2 separate regions of the Pan troglodytes genome follow, and region 2 is linked to region 1. A link is a contact called in public Hi-C data. All regions are on one chromosome and are shown on one strand. The core of a region is the stretch at or near the end of the contact, and the rest is flanking DNA. Distances in the headings are between cores, read along the strand shown. Region 1 holds the start of TBL1XR1 (TBL1X/Y related 1). Region 2 has its middle 160 kb from the start of TBL1XR1.

The links. Hi-C and Micro-C count contacts between places; a contact is called where the count stands out from the background.
Region 2: a Hi-C map of induced pluripotent stem cells shows a contact between it and region 1, with 4 times the contacts expected there. The contact joins the enhancer-like site here to the promoter of TBL1XR1 in region 1. A contact is called at or near these places in 5 of 7 Hi-C or Micro-C datasets (blood, induced pluripotent stem cells, a lymphoblastoid cell line and 1 more), 1 of 1 datasets of contacts at active chromatin or transcription factors (stem cell-derived excitatory neurons) and 1 of 1 other capture datasets (stem cell-derived neural stem cells).

Annotation. Positions count from the first base shown.
Region 1 is chr2:180,394,145-180,397,193 of NHGRI_mPanTro3-v2.0_pri, reverse strand. TBL1XR1 (TBL1X/Y related 1) reads left to right here and starts at 1,307. Exons shown (of 15, transcript XM_016942314.4): 1 at 1,307-1,756.
Region 2 is chr2:180,558,449-180,561,597 of NHGRI_mPanTro3-v2.0_pri, reverse strand. No RefSeq gene overlaps it. Among named protein-coding and RNA genes, the nearest start is that of TBL1XR1, 160 kb to the right of the region's middle. Within about 2 kb of position 1,352, at least 24 of the 24 cell types and tissues checked have an H3K27ac peak or open chromatin away from gene starts, as enhancers often do. A contact at or near this core is called in induced pluripotent stem cells, a lymphoblastoid cell line, stem cell-derived excitatory neurons and 2 more, where this site is marked.

The DNA of each region.
Region 1 (3,049 bases), core at 58-2,557:
TGTGTGTGTGTGTGTGTGTCGCAAAACTTCAGGCTTCTGACATTGAGAGGAAATGATGGTTGCTTTAAAGTGATCACTACATCTATTTTCAAATATTCTGATGAAAGTAGGAAAACAGAACCCTTCACCTTTAAGAAAGCTGCAAACATTATTTTGCTTTGAAGGCAGTAATAACCGAAATAACAAAAAGGTTTCAAGTCGTATCTTAATGTAAAAGGGTGGCTGCTTCTCCAGTCCTGAGCTTATACAAAGCTCTAAAAACCACCCTACCCCATCTTTCTGAAAGTCTTAGCAAGATTACCACCCCATTTGCTTTAAAACCTGTGAGGTGCCTCCCTTCTTTAAAAACAACCCTCCCTCAACCATACTGCCACATTATCACTCATCTAAGTTATACTTTATAAACCGCCTTGCTGTGCTTCACACATGCAAAAAGTACACAAAGTGGATAAACTTCTACTGTGGATGCCACCGTGGAGGTATATATTTAGTAAACATTTAGTTACATTATTTTATTTTTGTGAAGTAAGAACTGATCGAGCAAACCTTTCAAACAGACCCACCAGATGATAAATACCACCATATGCTTGATTCACAGTACATTTGGGCATAAATACTTCAATTACAGCTTTGTGTTTAGTATCAAAAACCTTTTCTTGTGTGCGTGTGTTTTCTCTCCAGATCCCGTGCTCTGGATCACATTTTGAAAGTCGCTTATTACAGATAAAGCACCTTTCCAGGTACGCTTCGGAGAACCATATGTATTTACGCACACAAAGGTGTTCACAGAGATTTTCACAAACAAATGTCCATATGATGCCGCGCCGCACTCCCCCACATGCCCGCCGCGTGTGCGCCCAGCCCCCAACGCCGCCGGGCCGCCCCCCGGACACGCGGGAGCCCGCGGCGTCCTTGGGAAACTTCGCCGGCGGCTCCACCCCGGCCACCGCGCGGGCCTCCCCGCCCCCACCCGTCTCGGGCCCAGCGGCCCACACCCGAGCACACCCAGGCCGGCCCGCGGCGGTGGGGGCGGGGCGGGCGGCCCGGGGCCCCGAGGCGCCTTCGAGTGCCCGCGGGGCTCGCCTGATTTTTAAAAGAATGCGCCGCACAGCCCAGCCCCCAGTGCCGCCAGAGCGGGCCGGGAGGGAGAGGAGCGCGGCCGCTGGAGCCCCCCCGCCGCGCCGCCGCCGCCTCCCGGCGTCCGCGGCGCCCCTCCCCCGCCGGCCCCTCCCCCGCGCGCCCGCCCGCCCGCCCGGCGCAGGCCGCTCGGGTTTGTTTTGCTGCGCGGCCGCCGCCGCCGCCGCCGCCGCCGCGGGCCTCGCGAGCTCATTTGTGCCTGGCTGGTCCCCATTCCTCTCTCCCCAGTGTTGAGTGTCTGAGCCGTTGGCTGCTCCGAACCGTTTGGCTCTTTCCCTTAGTAACAGCTTTTACCTTCTGCCTCAATTCCTCTCCCCGCTCGCGCCCTTCCCCCGCGCGCCGCCTCCCCCCGCCGCCGGCCGCGTGCGCCCCCGCCCCTCCCCCCGCGGCGGGAGCACCTCCGCTCGCCACCTGGGGACCCGCGCCGCGCTCCCCGCCCCCGCCCGCCCGGCGCCCATCCCCCGCGCCCTCCGCTCGCTGGGGTTATAATTGCCTCTCACCCCCCGGAGGGGTTATTTTGGGGGTGGTTGGAGGCGGTGGCGGCGGCGGCGAGGAGGGGAATTTCCTTGTGCCTCCATTCCCGGGAGGGGGGAGCGGCGTTGGAGGCCACCGTTTCCAGGTAAGCGCTGGGGGCCGGACCCTGGAGTGGGGGCGGCCGGGGGCCTGGGCGGGGGGCGCGGGCCAGAGGCGGCCGGGGGCGCTGGGCCGCGGGGGGGGATGGGCGCGAGTGGAACATGCATTTTTCAACTTGGCCCTTGGGGGAACTGGGCTTGCGTGGGGGAAGGGAAGGCAGGGAGGGCACTTGGGGCGCCCCCATCCCCCCGTTTTCCTCTCTCAGGTTTCTTTGAAATGCTCACGTGCCTGCCCACCCCCCTACCCTTTCCCGGTCTCGGGGGATCCTCACCCTAATTATGTTGTCCCCGAAAATGTGCACCTCGGCCTTCTCCCCCTCTTCCTCCCTTCGTGCATTTACACCCCCTTTTTGTGCGTGTGTGTTTGAGGGAGGGAGGCTTTCAGGAAAGGATTTGCAGCAAATTGAATCAAGGAGCCATCATGAGGCCGACTCCTTTATAGCCTATTTTTAGCAGAGGAGAAGGAGCTTTTCGGTGCATGCTATTTTGTGAAACCTCGGGCGGCAATGGAAATCTCCCCTCCCCGGGCGCGTCCCCGGCCCGGGCGCGGCGACCCCGGCCGGCGTGCTAGGGGCTGCGGGCGGCTGTTGGGGCCGCGCGTCCGGGGCGGGGGCGCCGGCCGGGGGAGGGGCGCGCGGCAGCCGGGCCTTGCTCCGGGACGTGTTTATTTGTAACTTAGTGCTTTTTATCGTCTTAAGGAGGTATTCGGTGGAGGCTCTTTGAAGTTGGGTTCAGGAGTGTAGAATTGGCAAAGTTATTGCCAGCTTCCTGGTAAGTTTTGGGTGGCACAGAGTCACGTTATTTTCTGACAGTGTAAAGGCCACGTTGTGAGGGTGGTTTCTCGGTAACTTCCTCTTTGCAACCGATGTAATTTTTTGAACAGAAGCAGACTTTTATTTAAGTGGAATATTAATCTTAAATGGCAGCTCGAGGGAAGCCATGCATGTGTTAACGTGTTCAGTATTTTTGGAAGTTCTTAATTTGCTGAAACAGGCATCACTTCGCAGTGGCAACCGGGATTAAATTTAGGTTGTGAAAATGGTGTATTTCATGTAAAATTTGGGTTGTGGCTTTTAAAAAATGCTCTCTTTGTTAGGTTATCTAAGTGTCTCTAAGATAATTTGGTGATTACAAATGAGAAATGTTGGAAACTAGTTAAAAATTAGGTGTTCTCAATGTCTGGAGTTTACTTGAAATCTTGGACTGTGCAGGCACCAGGGGTGAAGAGTTTTAGTACCTATGTGATTTACAGTTGACTTAGGAAAGTTTACTATTCACTT
Region 2 (3,149 bases), core at 103-2,602, 160 kb before region 1:
TCCGAAAGGGGAAATAGGGGTGGGGTGGGAGGGCCAGGCCTGGGGAAGTGATTTTAGAAGTGCAAGTCTGGTGGGAGAGTTTTTCCGTCAGACCATCTGGAGGGAAGTAGTCATAATCTACTACAAGTTCTCCCGAAATGATCAAGTACACATAGGGAAATTGTTACATTGTTGAAAAACATGTCTGCTTCGCTTCCTCCTGGGGAGCTCTAAAGACTTTTATCAATCAGAGATGACTCCGTGCTTGAGGTACAGAGAGATTAAGATGAGGCCAAAGAACAGCTCTCTCCCCTTGTAATTCTCCAGGTAGCCAGTTTTCAGCTGGCTGCCATTTTTTGCAATTTAAGATGCTAAGAGAATTTAAATGAGATCAGCCCTGTGTGTGTAAAGAAGGAAACAGTCTGTATGGCCAAACAGAAAAGGTACCATGTTGTATGAGTTACTGCCTTTCACGTTAACTGGTGTGTATGTGTTTGTGTGTGTGTGTGTAGAACAAAAGTACAGTTGTCTATACAATTAGTTATTTAAGCTATTTCAAGTACCATTACAGCAAGGGGGAAGGGAGGGAACATCTAAACTACATAAAATTATTTTTAAAAACTCGTTCTAGAAAAAAGGAAATGCCAGAGTAGTAAGATAAGGAGTCTTAATTAGCAACAAATTCATCTATTTCCTTCCTCCAAAACCGAGACAGTCTTCTAAGGCAATTTGCTTGGAGAGCAGTTTTGCGCCATAAATCTGGGACATGTTTTTCATGTGTGTTTGCCCTGTGTGAGGCTTAAGAAAAACACAGCAACCAAACCATCCAGTTCAGCCCTGGAGGGAAAGACCTAGAAGACCTAATCACCCGTGATGGCGATTACATAACAGAGAATCGCGCGCGCCCGCGCCCGCGCGCACACACATATACACACACACACACACACACACACACACACACTCCAAGAGTCTCAAAAAAAAAAAAAAGAAAATCAGCCTTTGGCTTCCTGTCACAGAAGATATCTCCTTTTTTTTTTTTTCCTTTGTGAGGATCACTGAGAATGCTTCTTAAAGACCAAGTGGATGTCTTTGGTAGAAATAGAGGTCGCTTAAGGATGATTTATAAGTGCACCCGAAGCCAAAATGAAGCATGTATCGATATCTAAAGTGCATCTGCATTTAGTGAAGCAAAAGCTCATAATCTGTTTCTAATTTGTGCCTTGCAGATGCCCTCCCCACTAGGGAAAGGCCTGGCTCTGAGCAGCCGCCCCTCCCCGAGGCCGCCAAGCTCCCAGTTCAGGCCCTTTCTTGGGCAGCCGGAGTGCTCCTCTCTTAGATAATGCCAGGTACTCTGGAAAGTAGCCGTGTAATAATACACAAACCCCTGATGATGTCAGCGTGTTATTGACTTTCCAAGTCTGAATGACTGAGCAGAGGAGCGGGGGTGGGGCGCAATCCATCCGGCAGCGCGGAGACCGGCCAAGCGAAAATGGGCTCGCCAGCCTGGCGGGGGAGGGGCGGCTCGCAACCGCGGCAGCTGCTTCGAGCTCCGGCTCTGCCGCCGCGGCGTCGGGGTCGCTGCCGCCCAGCCCAGGCGGGGCTCGGGTTCCCGCTCCTCTGATGTTTACGTTTGGTCAAAAACTCCTCAGGCAGAAATAACTAATGCCTCCCCCCGGAAGCTTTTACCACGTGGCAGAGTGGGGTCACAAAGGGGGGAGCAGTGGCACGAAGGGGATGGGGAGAAAGACCTCCCTGTTCCCTCCCCCACCCTGCAGGGGCCTTCCTCTTAGGCTGCAGAGCCGAGGGTCGCTCTCCGTGGTGGAGTTCCCTCTGCAGAAGACCCCTGGAAAATTGCACCTCAGCAGTGGTGACATTTTATAGGCCATGATTTGCTGCATTTATGGCTCTGGCAGTGCAGGTGCGGAGTCGTAGGCTCCCGTTCTCACCCTGCAAATTGCTCACAGTGCAATCTGTCATCTTCAAGGCTAGGTGTGAACCGGGCAGGGTTGCCCTTAAAACGGAATTGCAGTTAAAGGCCGGGATCTGGAAGGAAGCGCTCTACCCCGGGGCCTGGCCTTTCCCACCGGCTCTGGACCTTTCCTTCAAGCCCCGCCAGGCGCGCCCACCGACTTGGCTGTCGCAGCCTGGGGGCACTGGGCGCCCTGGGCTCTGCCTGCCTGCAGAGCTCCCATTCTTTCCGTTCCAGGCCTGTGGAATCCTCCAGTGAACAAGGCCTCATGCTGGCCTCTGCCCCACCCCACTGCGAGGAGCCGCTCCTCCTCCGAGGCCTGTGGTTTTTCTCCCCGCGGAGTGGGCTTGGTGGGAGCACCGCGTGGCGCAAACAGCACGGGGGGACTTTGGAATCGCCTGGACTTGAGCCCTGCCCCACCACGTGTTCGCTGTGTGAATGTGGACAGGGTGGTTACCCTCTCTACAGTCCGCGTCTTAAAATGGGAGTAGTAACAACCCCCTCAACAGTTGTTCTGAGGATTAAGTGAAATTCAGATTTCATAGGAGACCTTTTTCAATAGTCAAGTCTCTCGCCTTTATGAGTCAAGTTCCACTCGGGCCAGAGGCCCTGTGGTTGTTTCTGAAAACAAGGTCAGCAGAAGTGCTAGACCCATTGTTTCCTCAACTCAGCCCTTCCCCCTACACTCCTGGCAAAGTGGAGCCCGCAGCCTCTTCCGACCCACTTCCACCTTCACCCACACCCACAGGCTTACAGGGCAGAGCTGTTTTGTTGACGGGGCGGGGGTGGGGGTGGGGACGTGGAAACTGTACCTCTGACCTAAGCTGGACCATTCACGGCCCTTCTCAAATTTCCCTCCCCCACCTTGCCACAGGGGATTGGTCCCAGCGGGAAGAGCTGACATATTTGAATCCAATCAAAAGCCTTCTTGGGAAATTTTGAAACTGGAAGTGAAAAAGTCAGTTTCTCCCCAGGGCTAAAACTGCAAGATATTATAACATACATGACCATGTTTCCCATGGTCAGGAGAGGAGAGGCAAGGCCAATCTGAAGGCAGAAACAGAGATAAAGATCGAGGAGAAGACAAAGATAGAGCCTCAGCCACAGCCAGACAGGCTGGGAGAGAGCGCTGAGGCCAACAGGAGTCTAATGTTATTGGCAGCATCGGTTCCTGTGTCCCTGGTACAGCCCTGCCTGCCCC